Linked DNA regions of Gossypium arboreum: region 1 is linked to region 2. Evidence: chromatin contacts called from public Hi-C data. All regions are on one chromosome and are shown on one strand. Each heading gives the region's core, a stretch centred on a gene start, on an enhancer-like site or on the middle of the called end of the contact. The rest is flanking DNA. Distances are from core to core; before and after follow the strand shown.

Region 1 (6,710 bases), core at 2,334-4,833, 46 kb after region 2:
TTGGAGCACGTGGCAAATCTTTTTTTACCAAAATCTTGTGGCAGTTTGGGGTTTCATGATTTATCAATGGTTAATGTTGCTTTGTTAGAAAAACAATGTTGGCATATTTTAACTAAACCATTCAGTTTATTGGCTCAGGTTATGAAAGCAAGGTATTTCCCGAACTCTGATATTATGAATGCTCAGTTAGCTGCTTACTCATCACTTACTTAGAAGAGTATTTGGAGTGCCCAGAGCTTAATTGAAAAAGGAGAAGGTTGGAGAATTGGCGCGAGTGAAAATGTTAATATTTGGAATGATGTTTGGATCCCTGGACAAGGCAATGGACGAGTACAGGGTCAGGATATTGATGTTAGGTACATAATAGTAGCAAATTTAATTGATCATAGCATTAATAACTAAGTTAACAGGGCAGTTAGAGCATTGTTTGATGAGGAGTTTGCAGAGAGAGTTCTTTGCATCCTGATTCGCCGTTCACAATTGTAATTACTCGATAGTCACGGGTGTCGAAAAATGTATTTTCAAGACTCCGTTTCGTAAATCAGACTCGTAAATATTTATTAGAAATATTTACGAAGTTAGTTATGTGGTTAATTAGGTTTTGGTTGAGAGAATTTGCTTGAATTAAGAGTAATTAGGTAAAAGGACTAAATTGCATATAGGGTGAAAGTTGAATTATAGATTAAAGAAAAATTAAAGGGACTAAAGACGCAATTATGCCATTTTTCTTAAATGAGGTGGCATAAGTGAAAATCTATGTAAAATTTAATATATATTATAATAAAATATATTTACTTAACATTTAAATATATATTATAATAATATATTATATAATAATAAAACAATTAAATAAAAGAAAAAGAAATAGTAAAAGAAACAAAATAGAAGTAAAACATAAAGGAAAAATAAAGAAAAAGGAAAGAAAAGGAGAAAGGCCAAAGCTAGGGATTTCAAAGTTTTAAGCTCAATTGGTTAGTCAACTAGTCTCTTTTTCTTGTAATTTTTATGTTTTTGGAATATCGGTATTAAATATTACCCGACCCATGTCAAAATTTTAGAAATTATTGAGTTTTTAAGTGTTGTCTATGTTGAATAATTTTAGTATGAGGGATTAAATTGATAGATTTTAAGTTAGAAATGAAAAAGGATTGGATTGTAGAATAAATTGTAAATTTTGAGTAATAAGGACTAAATTGTAAAAAAATTCAAATTTTAGGGAGTTAAGTGAAATTAGAGAGTTAAATTTAGTTTAAAGTAGAATTTGTATGAAAATATAAGATCAATTGTAAAGAAATAAAATTAGTCTCGGTTAAGGGACTAAAATGAAATTTAGGCAATGTTTGAGTAAAAATTTAAATATTCAATATGAAATTGCATTGCACTGCATTGATGATTTTTAATTGTTTTAATTCCGTAGCTATCGTCGTACCAGAACCCTCGACTAAAAAGGGAAAAGATAAAGTCGACGAGAAATAGCTTAAAATTTCCGGTTTGTATTTCTATAATCCGAATTTAGTTGTTAACGGTTATAATTCAATTTAATGTATATGGTAAGTGTTGAGGTGAGAATTATTGTGTTTTGCAATTGAAATGAATTGATTTAGTATGTGATGAATTTATTGAATTTATATTGATTGAATTGATATATATATTGAATATATATTGATTATTTAAATTAAATTGAATATTAGTTATATCTGAAATGTGAAATTAAAACCTATTAACTGTATCGGGTTGAGTCAGATATACATGACATGCTATAGGATTGGAAAAGTTCAGGGATTTCTTCGATTTCAAGTCGATGAAACACTGGGTGTCAAATAATTACTTCGGATATATTCAATGAGGCACTGGGTGTCAATTTACTTCGGTTTAGCCAATGAGACACTGGGTGTCAACTTTATTTTTTTGAATTATCCAATGAGGCACTGGGTACCAGCTGGTGTGTTTTGGTTGGATCCGTGTATCTGTCCGAGTCCGAGTCGTGTTAATAGGGGTTAATGAATAATAAAGTTTTATGATTGATATTGAATTGGCAAGGTATGAAAAATGGAAGTGAAATAGTATATTGAAAATAGAATGTGAAATATGTTGCAAATATATGGAATATATGAGTTATATACTCATGAAATGAACATGGAATGGATAGTGCAATTGTATAATGAAATGTGAAATAAATTGTGAAAAGCTATTTATATAGCAAGTATGAGAATTGAGATATTTGTGAAATAAATGAAATATGATATGGTTGTTATAATATTTAAATATTAATATGTGTTTATATTTCAATTGTATATTTATAATTTCTTATTTTAAATATTCGGATTATAGAAATACCACTGAGTTTTACTCAGCATACGGTTTTGTTTTCCGTGTGCAGATTAGGTACAGTGATTTTGAAGAGTTGTAATTGAGGTTGTGAGCATCCATTTCATCATATCTCCAAGTGCCAAGAAGGTATGTTTCAAAATTTTGAATAGAATGGCATATACTTAGGAAGATCAAGTATGTTCCAAGTAGTAGGGAGTAAAATATAAGTTATAAAAATTTATTTTTTTTAATGTTCAAATATATTAGTGATTAGTCAAAATCACTTTGACTCCAAATGTAATATTCCTATATCAGGTTTCTTGGGTTGAACCGAGTATAGGGGTGTTACACAAGTAGCTGATGAGATGATTTGGAGGTATGAGAGTTCCGAGGAATTTACTTCTAAGAGTGGTTATAAGCTACTACTAGAAGAACATCTAAAAAAAAAAAAAAAAAGGGTGTTAGGCCACCACACGTAACCTATTTACAGAGTTCTATTTTAGGTTGTGAGCTTTACCAATCCGAGCAAAAATAAAGATTACACTATGAAGGTTTGCAAATAAATATTTACCTACTTTTGATAATTTACAAAGGAAAAATCTCCAAGCAAGTAATATCTTCCCTTTATGCAACTCAAAGGAAGAGTCTGCTAATCATGTGTTACGTTTCTGTTCTATCTCAAAACAGATTATGAACTCTTTGAATATTGCAACAGTTTCTGTCTCATAGAGCTCAGACCATAATACATGGTTAGCAGAGGTAGTCATGAATTATGTTGAAAAAACACTGAAACTAATAGCAATATAGTTTGGGCAATCTGGTATGCTAAAAATAAGATTGTGCACGAGGGTGTTAGGCAAACTGTGCAAGAATTGATTGTGTTCATAAAGGCTTCCCTATCAGAGTGGAGGCCGTGAATGAGTTCAAAACATCAGCCTGCTTGCAGAGACAAGAGGAATGGGTGCCACTAGGTTCAAATTGTATGAAAGTCAACTTCGATGCTTCTTTTAGCCTGTTACAAAGAGTTCCATTTCAGGGGTTCTAATCAAGAATTCTTTGGGCTTAATAATTGCTGCATGTACCTAACCGCACTATGGGATCGCCAATGCTTTTGTTGCCAAAGCACAAGCAAGTGAACAGGCCATTAATTTTGTAGCAGAGCTAGGGTTCAAATTGGTACAGGTGGAGGGGGACTCTCTGACAATAATCAAGAAAGTAAACTCAGCTATACAAGATAAGTATATATAGAGTCCGATCATCAAAGACATTAAAGGAAAACTGGGGAGGGACGAGTCAATGCTGCTGCGCATGCCTTGGCTGCTGAAGGGCATCAGTTGCACACGCCGCGGTACTAGGTGGAGGAAGCGTCACAGGTAGTGGAATGGCCAGCTAAAAGAGATCGACAGTGCTTGGTTTCTTGATGAACGACGTCGGTCAGCTTTGGAGTTTAGAGATGCTCATTATTTCTACCTCAATGTGGTCTCCAATGTTTTCGGGTTTTTTACCTGTATAATATTTAAAAAAAATACTGAAATTGCATGTTTCAAAAATTATGTTGGTACATTCAAAGGGATAGAGGGTGGTGCACAGGCGGCACCACCCTAATATTCTGATAGCATTCTGTTAAAAAATAATAATATTTTAGTAGTGGTGCCAAAATGATAGGCGGCACCACTTAAGGGTATAGAGGTACGGTGCCTATCTAATAGAAGGCACTAGTGGTATTTCCCCTCTCCCCCATCTAGCTCAATTAATAAAAATAAATAATTTAAATATGATAATTATTTAATACATTAATGGTGATTTTTTAATTCTACCATTTATTTTAAATTATATTTAAAAATTAAAAATAATAAAACATGTGAAAAAATATCATTAAAAATTTTCACATAATTACTCATTTGGATATATAATTCTCTGCTTACAAACTAAAAAAAAAAAAAGTTGTGCCGCTTATTACTTTGGCACCTATCACTTTGACAGAATGCTATCACTACTAAAATGTTTTTTTTTTTAACAGAATGCTATCAGAATATTAGGTGGTGCCATCTATGCACTACCCTCCACTCATTTGAATATACCATTTTAATACATAATTTTTGAAATATGCCATTTTTGTATTTTTTATTTATTTATTTTATATTTTATAAGTAAAAAACCCAAAGTTTTCTCTGGGACGGTGTCGGGGAGAGATTTTTAATGGGTTTTCAACAGAATTGAAAGAGGAAAGGAATGTGCTGTTATTTCTTGTTGTTTTGATTAGTTTACACTTTGTTATTGTTAGTGTCTGTTCGTTTGCTGGCTTTGTGTCATACTTTAGTATTCTAATTTACACGCCAATTTTTTTTAATTATTTATAAATTTATTTGATAAATTTATTTATTTTTTAATATACATTATGATATGCATATAACAATTACCTGTTGGTGGGAAATTCAATTATACATGCTACACAATGCCTCTGCTAAGAATAATATGATTGCCTTCCATCTTTTCACTTACATAGTTGTTCTAATCGTGATTATCCCAAAATGTAACCCTTCCTGCAAATACATGAAACAACAACGGAGCTAACATCTGTATTATCTTTCAAAACAACATTCTGACTCTTCAGTTTTAGAGACACAGTTCAATCCTTTGCCAACCTCAAATGCCTAAAAATTGAATGCTCCTCTACAACCAAAACATAAAAACCACAGTTGAACTTCATTTAGTAAACTCAAACAGCATGCATCATCACCGATGTTAAAAGGAAGTAAAAACATAGGCTCTTTTGAGGACTCCCTATTCATGACTGTTAATGTTAACATGACAACTGTGTGGACCAATTTACATTTTCTATATCAAGTTGCCCGTTCTTTGTATCGCCACTTCCTCTTCCTTCTCTTCTATGACTGTCACTCCTTCACTTTCTTACCTTCCTTTTTTCTGCTAAAAATGTCTAATCATCCCAGTCATTTTCCCAACCATCTCTGTTTGAAGACCTAGCAATGAGGCCATTTGCTGAGATATTCGGTACTTGGCGTCGTCCCATTGGTGATTTAACTGCCTTGTCCTCATCCCAATCGCTATCCCAACCCTGGTCCCAACCTTCAGCCGTTTCTACTTCAGTAGCTTGCATGGATTCTGGTAATCCCATTTCTAGCTCTTGGTAAGGTATACCACCATCATGCCGCCTCCTTTTCCTAAACATGCAACAAGCCCATGATCCTCCCAAAATTACAACGGTTGCAATCAAGAAGTATGCGCCATTTACTGGAGTCAGCAACTTGTCATAAGAAGGAAGGTTTAAGAAAAAGTTCCCTTCAGGTACAAGAGGGTTCATGTGAAGCACACAATCTCCATTTCCAGCACTTAACTTTAGCTCACTGGTTTCGCTAATAGTCAAAGAGATATTGATCTGAAAACAGTTAAGCAAATACACATCAACTCTGGATACAAACAAGCGCATGATAAGAGAGACAGTTATTAAGCATGAACACTTGGGGGAACATTGTTCATTGTCAGAGAGTGTACATGTTCATCCCTTATGAAGTTACTTAAAACAATACAGTGTACCGTCAACTCGGTATAAAGGCCTGTCAAGTGCTGTTATCTGATACTAACTTTGGATTGGATGTGCATTTGCATTCAGTTTGGGCCTCTTGATTTGTTAGTAACTTAGGTTTTAGGAGCTTAACATGGTATCAGATTCAAAATTGTACTTATTGCCTCATATGTTGTGTTGTTTGCTGATTTGCCTCTTATGCATTGTTCATGCTAGAAGCCCACCTATTTCAGCTGTTAGTATTTGGCCTATTAATTGACTGTATAGAGATGATAATCCATATCAGTTGAGAAGGTTTTGTAGGTTAAGTTAGAGTTTTGTTCTTTTTTATTCAGGCTTGACCTCTACACTTGTTACCAATTCATCTTACGTAGGATGCTTAACAAGATCCTTCGTGTCAAGCTTTCAAATCTTGTTATACAAGCAATCAATCCTTCAAAGTACACTAGGCGCCCACAGATGTCAATCAATATAGAGCAGAGAACAAACTCCATATTTTCGCCCTTTATTTATTTACTTAGCTAAACAATGAATTACTAAATCTCCTAAACTTTGGCACTACAATTTACATTTTAAGTAACATTTCATTAAGTACAAGGGGGAGGAAGGAAATTGTTATGCAGGTCTTCTTCCTAAAAGTAATCAGTTGACAAACTTCATTCCTATAACAGCTGGTAGAATCAATGGAAACTAGCTGAGAACTTCTCCTTTGGTTTAAATAGCCACTGGCTAAATCCCAACTTCAAATTTTATGTTATGAATCTTATTCCTACATAACATAGATCTTATAATGCCTCAATAATATGAGAAAAAACAATGAGAAAGAAGATAAAGAAAAGATCATACCTTTATA
Region 2 (6,332 bases), core at 1,826-4,325:
AAGATACTTACTTTTAAAGCTTAGGTTTAGTGTGTCATACACTTAAGTTTAAAATGTCCATTTATCCCTTCAATTTAAAAAAAAACACCATAAATCATTTTTAGATTTATTTACTATGAAAGTTTTAAATAAAAATAATTATACTCTTATTATTTATATATGTATTTTCTATTTATTTTATTGATTTATCTATTTTTGATTAAAAATAATGATTTTTTGCCAAATAAAATAATAAAAATTTAATTACATATGTATTACAATACTAAAATAGTATAATGATAAATTTAACTCTCAATGTTTATATTTTCTTTCAACCTTAAAAAAAAAGGTCGGATTTGTCGTTTCTTAAAGGAAAATACTAACTAAAACGTTAAATTTTAAAATGACAACTCACATGGCAATCAACATGTACTTCATGCTATTTTTTTGAATTTTATGAACTTTTTATAAATTTTAAAATTTTAAATTTTAAATTTTTATTAATGTGACATATAGAACAAATAGTGTTATGTCAATATGAAGAAAACATAGATTGTCATACATGTCGTCATGCCAACATTATTAAAAAATAATATTTAGCATTTCCATTAAAAAATAACGATTTAATTTTTTTAAAAGTTGAAAGCTAAATTTAGCTTTAAAAGAGAGAATAATGACCAAATTGACAAAAATATAATCATTGAAAGTTAAATTTGACATTATACCTAAAATTAATATATTTCACTTCAATTAAAATTAAAAAAATTAAATTTATATTTCATTTCGCAATATATTAACCTTAGAGATGAATTCATTGAATTAGTTTTATGTAAAATTAATTAATTATCATTATTTAAAAATTATAATGGAAAAATATTAAAATATAAAATTAAAATAAAATAAAAACAAATAATCTCAAATAAACTGTTTCATGGGCGGGTCACCTTGCTCGACCGAAAAGTAGGAGGGTTTGGACAAAAATATAGGCCCAAAAATAGGTTTGGATAAAAAATAAGACCCATTTAAAAAGCGGGTCAAGAATTCACTAAATTACAAAAAAATGTTATTTTTATGTTATTTTAATGATATTTTCTTATTATTTTCTCCTTATTTTGCTACTATTTCACTATTACATTATTACTATTTTATTGTTATTGTTTGGATATTGTATAACACTTGTTTTATTATTAATTTTGTTATTATTTTAGAGACATTGGTTTGTTAAGTTGCATCTATTTTAGTGTTATTTAAGTATACATATTTTTAAAATTTATTTTTAATATGTTTAGAAATATTTATTTTAATATTTTTAGTATTTTGATGTATTATATATATTTAAAAATTATGTAAAGAAATAATATAAAATTTTTTAATATATGGTCGGTCAAAGTCTTAGTTTTAGTATTTTTATCCTGGTGAGCTTGGACAAATTTTTAGGCCCATTTTTTGGGCTGAGCAGGGCCCGAACCTAACAAACGGGCATAAAATTTTACTTGAGCTCGGCCCGCCCATGAACACCTCTCGATTTCAAAATTAATATTATAATTAAATTTAAATATTTAATATGTATTTACATATAATATTATTAAAAAGGAAAAAAAATAAAGAGAAGACAAGAATAAAATATAATTATTATTAAAAATAAATTTATAAGCAATGAGACTTTAGCTTAATGATAGCTCTCCAAACTTTAAAATTTTAGGATTGAGTGTTATACAATTTAAATCATTTTCGGTTCTCAATATAGATTTATCTACTATAATTAAATTAAATTTGGTTATAATTGTTTAGACTATCTATGTAAAATTTTATAATTTAATTTAATTATACTTAAAATATCTTTACACCTAATTAGATTTTTATGAGTGTTTTACAAATCATAAATAATATTTTTTTTTGTCACTTAAAAAGAAAAAAAAAAAAAGAAGCACTGGGGCCTTGGACTTGGACATCATCATAAGGGGGTGACAACATGAAAATCTTATTTATTTATGGAATTATTTGCATCAAACTTCAAAATCATGCTATGTCTTGCCATGAGAATCCCAGGTTTTGTTTTTTCTTTTCGGATTTTGTTAATGGTTCACTAATCTTTTCTTTCATTGCATACATTGGTATCTATTATGGTACAAATTTTTTTAGTGCAATATATCTATAAAATTTTGAAGTAATTGGATCTTTGAAAAAAATTCAGAATGCTAACTTAACATTTATTTATAATTATGGTATCCCATCATTTCAAGTTTGAAGTTATATTATTTTTTTCCGAATGACTTAAATAAAAGCTTCACACATGAGTCGCACTAAAAAAATTCCTACTCCTATGGTGGACACTCATGGAAATTCCGGTGAAAGTGAAAGTAAAACCGTCAAGTGTTTGGTTGTGAAACAACAAAGCGGAAAGGGGTAGGCAGGTGTTGTCGTCTTGCTGTCTTCGTTTCTCACTTTCACCTGATGTTCCAATTATTAAGTTTTCCTCCTCCCGCTTCCCTAAACTCCATCTGATTTTTATTTTTTAAATTTAAAATTTGTCGGGGACAGATTTTGGAGTTCTAGAAACAGATCATTCCAGTTAAAACTTCATATTGTCTTAAATATTAATAAAATAATTCGACTTATTTTACACTTAGAATGGATTGAAAAAAAAAAAAAAAAGTAAAATTTTGTAATTTCCAACTAAAAAGTGGTGAAATGGAGAAGACTTGAAAATCACGTAATTTTGAATTTGTTTGCATTGCAACACACAAAGAATGATTGCAGATTTATATATATTATACTATTACTTTTTGGGTTGCTTTTGCTTTTTTAAGCATTAAAAAGAATAAATATAAAAGAGAGCATCGAGAAATTCATGGCTACTGTCGAGTGACTGAGGGAGAAATATGATTGCACCATGTCAAATGGTAAAGCAAATAAAACCTGCCACGTGTACATTACTTTAGGATCCTTGTTTGACCAAATATGTATAAAAAAAGACAGAATACATAAACCCAAAGACAAAAAATACTAAACAAAAATGTTTATGTTTCATGCAATCACATTGTCTAATATGATCTGTTTTACACTTCATTTAATTAAAATTTATTCTAATTATTGAAAAACCTAAGAATCATAAAAATAAAAATCCTAGCTTTAGATGCTGCCCCCTTCTTTACTCTATCTCCTCTCTCTCACTTTGTTATTTAGTTAGAACCAAAACAACAGTTACAGTAGCGACACCAACCACATCTACACTTATTTCCATCATTAATTACTATTCATTTACTTTCTTTTTCCTCTTTATTTCTTCTCCATCGCCACCTTTTCAGCTTTGCTCCATTCAACCCATTACCTCTTTCATTGTTTCTCTCATTTTCCCAAAGCTTGAGTTAATCACTAGTTTTTTCATTTTTTTTTTGTTACTTTGGGGGTTTGAAGACTTCGTTTTCTTTAGCTTCAAACTCAAACCAAAATAGGAAGGAAAGCCGTTTTGGTGTGGACACTATCGCTTTGTTTTTGTTTTATATTCGTCCAAAATCAGCTTCTTCATTATCTATCTTCTTTGTCCTTTTTCTACCTTCACCATTTTTAAACTCTTCCTTCTCCTTCTCTGTCTTTTCCCCCCTGTTATAATACCATTACCATGGAAGTTTAGCATTTCTTTGAGTTGAAGGGGCAAAGAAAATGGTGTTAAAGGTCTTGGTTTTTCTGGTTTTGGTTTTGGTTTCAGCTGTTGTTGTGGAGTCGCAACAGCCAACTTTCAACGACGACGTTCTGGGGTTAATCTTCTTCAAAGCAGGGCTCAAGGACCCAACTGCAAAGCTCCAGTCTTGGAGTGCAGATGACAATGATCCCTGCAACTGGATGGGCGTTAAATGTGATCCGACTACTTACCGGGTCACGGAGCTCCATCTCGATGGCTTATGTCTTTCTGGTCATGTTGGTCGTGGCTTATTACGGCTGCCGTTCCTTCAAGTTCTGTCACTTTCCAAAAACAACCTTACGGGGACCATAAACTCCGAGCTTTCTCGCATTGGGAGCTTGCAGGTTATTGATTTAAGTGGAAACAGCTTGTCGGGATCGATCCCCGATGATTTTTTCACACAATGTGGGTCTCTAAGGTCGATCTCTTTTGCGAGGAACAATCTTACAGGGGAACTTCCTGTTTCTTTGAGCTCATGTTCGACGCTTGTGGCGGTTAACTTCTCGTCTAATCAAATTTCAGGGCAGTTGCCATCTGGGATTTGGTATTTGAGGAGCCTTCAATCGCTTGATATGTCTGGTAATTTGTTGGAAGGAGAGATTCCTGAAGGGATCGGGAATTTGTATGATTTGAGACGGATAAATTTAGGAAACAACAGATTCTCTGGGAGGCTACCGGGGGATATTGGGAGCTGTTCACATTTGAAATCGGTTGATTTCAGTAATAATTATTTGTATGGCAGCCTTCCTGATTCAATGAGGAAACTTGGTTCATGTAGTTCAATCAGTTTAGGAGGAAACTCTTTGAGGGGACAAGTTCCAGATTGGATTGGAGAATTGACAAGCCTTGAAAGTTTGGATCTTTCTGCAAATAATTTCTCTGGTAAAGTTCCATCTTCTCTGGGAAATCTGCAGTTACTGAGAGAATTGAATCTGTCAATGAACCAGTTTACTGGTGCATTGCCTGAATCGATGGCTACTTGTTATAACCTATTGGCTATAGATGTCAGCCAGAATCTGTTAACCGGCAATATTCCATCATGGATGTTTAAGATGGGAGTGCAGAGTGCACTGAATTCTGGGAATAAACTTATGGGAAACGTAGAAAATCCTTCATTGGCTTCAACGGTGCCATCCTATCAAGGCATTCGGATGTTGGATCTTTCTTCAAATGCTTTATCTGGTGAAATCCCATCAAACCTTGGGGTTCTTAGCAGCTTGCTCTTCTTTAATATGTCCAGGAACCGTCTCTTTGGTTCCATTCCAGCCAGTGTAGGTGAATTGAAGGCAACACAAGTTATTGATTTAAGCCACAATCTGCTGAATGGAAGCATTCCTTCTGAGATTGGGGGAGCAGTCTCACTCAAGGAACTCAGGTTGCAGAGGAACTTTCTTTTTGGGAAAATTCCAACTCAGATAGTCAAGTGTTCATCATTAACAGTTTTGTAAGTATTTGTTCCTGTTAAGTGCTTATTGAGTTATATATATCTTGATCATGGTAGCCATTACACCTATCCTTGAAGCATTTATTATTCCTTAAACTTAGTTAAGTGAGACCTTTAGTTTAAATTTTCATTGCTATTTGGCTTGTGACTGGTCATAGTTCCTTAAACTTATCAAAAGTATGTTGCAAAATTGTTGTATAAGCCAATGATATCTAAATGACCCTCGTAATTCTCTAGGGAGATCAAAGGCTCCTTGCTATCATCTTGGGCTAATGGTTTGTGCAGTGTTTAGTGGAAACCCCGAACCAAAGCCGTTGCTTGCAATGTAGCATAACTCGTTCTACATTTGAATTCTGTTAACAGTTTTGTGCTGGTTTCATTACAATGGTACAGAATTCTGTCCCGGAACAACTTATCTGGCTCGATCCCTACTGCCATTTCAAACTTGAGCAACCTCCAGTATGTGGATTTATCATTGAATGACTTTACCGGAAGCTTACCGAAAGAGCTAGCAAATCTTTCTCAACTCATGTTCTTTAATATCTCTCACAACCACCTTCATGGTGAACTACCACTTGGGGGCTTCTTCAACACTATTCCTACTTCATCCGTCTTGGGAAATCCATCGTTGTGTGGTTCGGTTGTTAACCGCTCTTGCCCTGCTGTCCATCCCAAGCCCATTGTCCTCAACCCTAACTCGTCAGACTCCATCGGTGGCTCCTCTCCTAATCATCATCGCAAGAAAATTGTGCTTAGCATCTCTGCCATCATTGCCATTGGTGCAGCGGCATTCATTGTCATTGGTGTAGTAGCTATCACTGTCCTCAATATCCATGTCCGTTCTTCTATGTCTCGTGCTCCTGCAGCTCTCACCTTATCTGTAGGGGAAGATTTTAGTTGTTCTCCCAACAATGATCCAAACTATGGCAAGCTTGTAATGTTTTCAGGGGATGCCGACTTTGTTGCTGGTGCCCATGCGTTGCTTAACAAGGATTGTGAGATTGGTCGTGGAGGGTTTGGAGTTGTTTATCGAACAATCCTTCGTGATGGGCGTTCAGTGGCCATTAAGAAGCTGACTGTTTCAAGTTTGATCAAGTCTCAAGACGAATTTGAAAGGGAAGTTAAAAGACTTGGAAAGATTAGGCACCATAATCTTGTAGCTCTTGAAGGATATTACTGGACTCCTCCTCTGCAGCTCCTCATTTATGAATTTGTTTCGAATGACAG

What was found. A called contact is a pair of places that touch in the nucleus more often than the background predicts.
Region 1: a Hi-C map of leaf shows a contact between it and region 2, with 2.2 times the contacts expected there. The contact joins the enhancer-like site here to the promoter of LOC108486938 in region 2. A contact is called at or near these places in 2 of 5 Hi-C or Micro-C datasets (both in leaf).

Annotation. Positions count from the first base shown.
Region 1 is chr10:29,263,163-29,269,872 of ASM2569848v2, forward strand. It overlaps LOC108489555, which reads right to left. Exons shown (of 4, transcript XM_017794194.2): 3 at 6,704-6,710; 4 at 4,867-5,710. The coding sequence ends at 5,252. Among protein-coding and RNA genes, the nearest start is that of LOC108489555, 5.9 kb to the right of the region's middle. Within about 2 kb of position 3,584, at least 2 of the 2 cell types and tissues checked have an H3K27ac peak or open chromatin away from gene starts, as enhancers often do. A contact at or near this core is called in leaf, where this site is marked.
Region 2 is chr10:29,217,886-29,224,217 of ASM2569848v2, forward strand. It overlaps LOC108486938 (leucine-rich repeat receptor-like protein kinase PXC2), which reads left to right and starts at 3,076. Exons shown (of 2, transcript XM_017791110.2): 1 at 3,076-5,105; 2 at 5,499-6,332. The coding sequence starts at 3,643.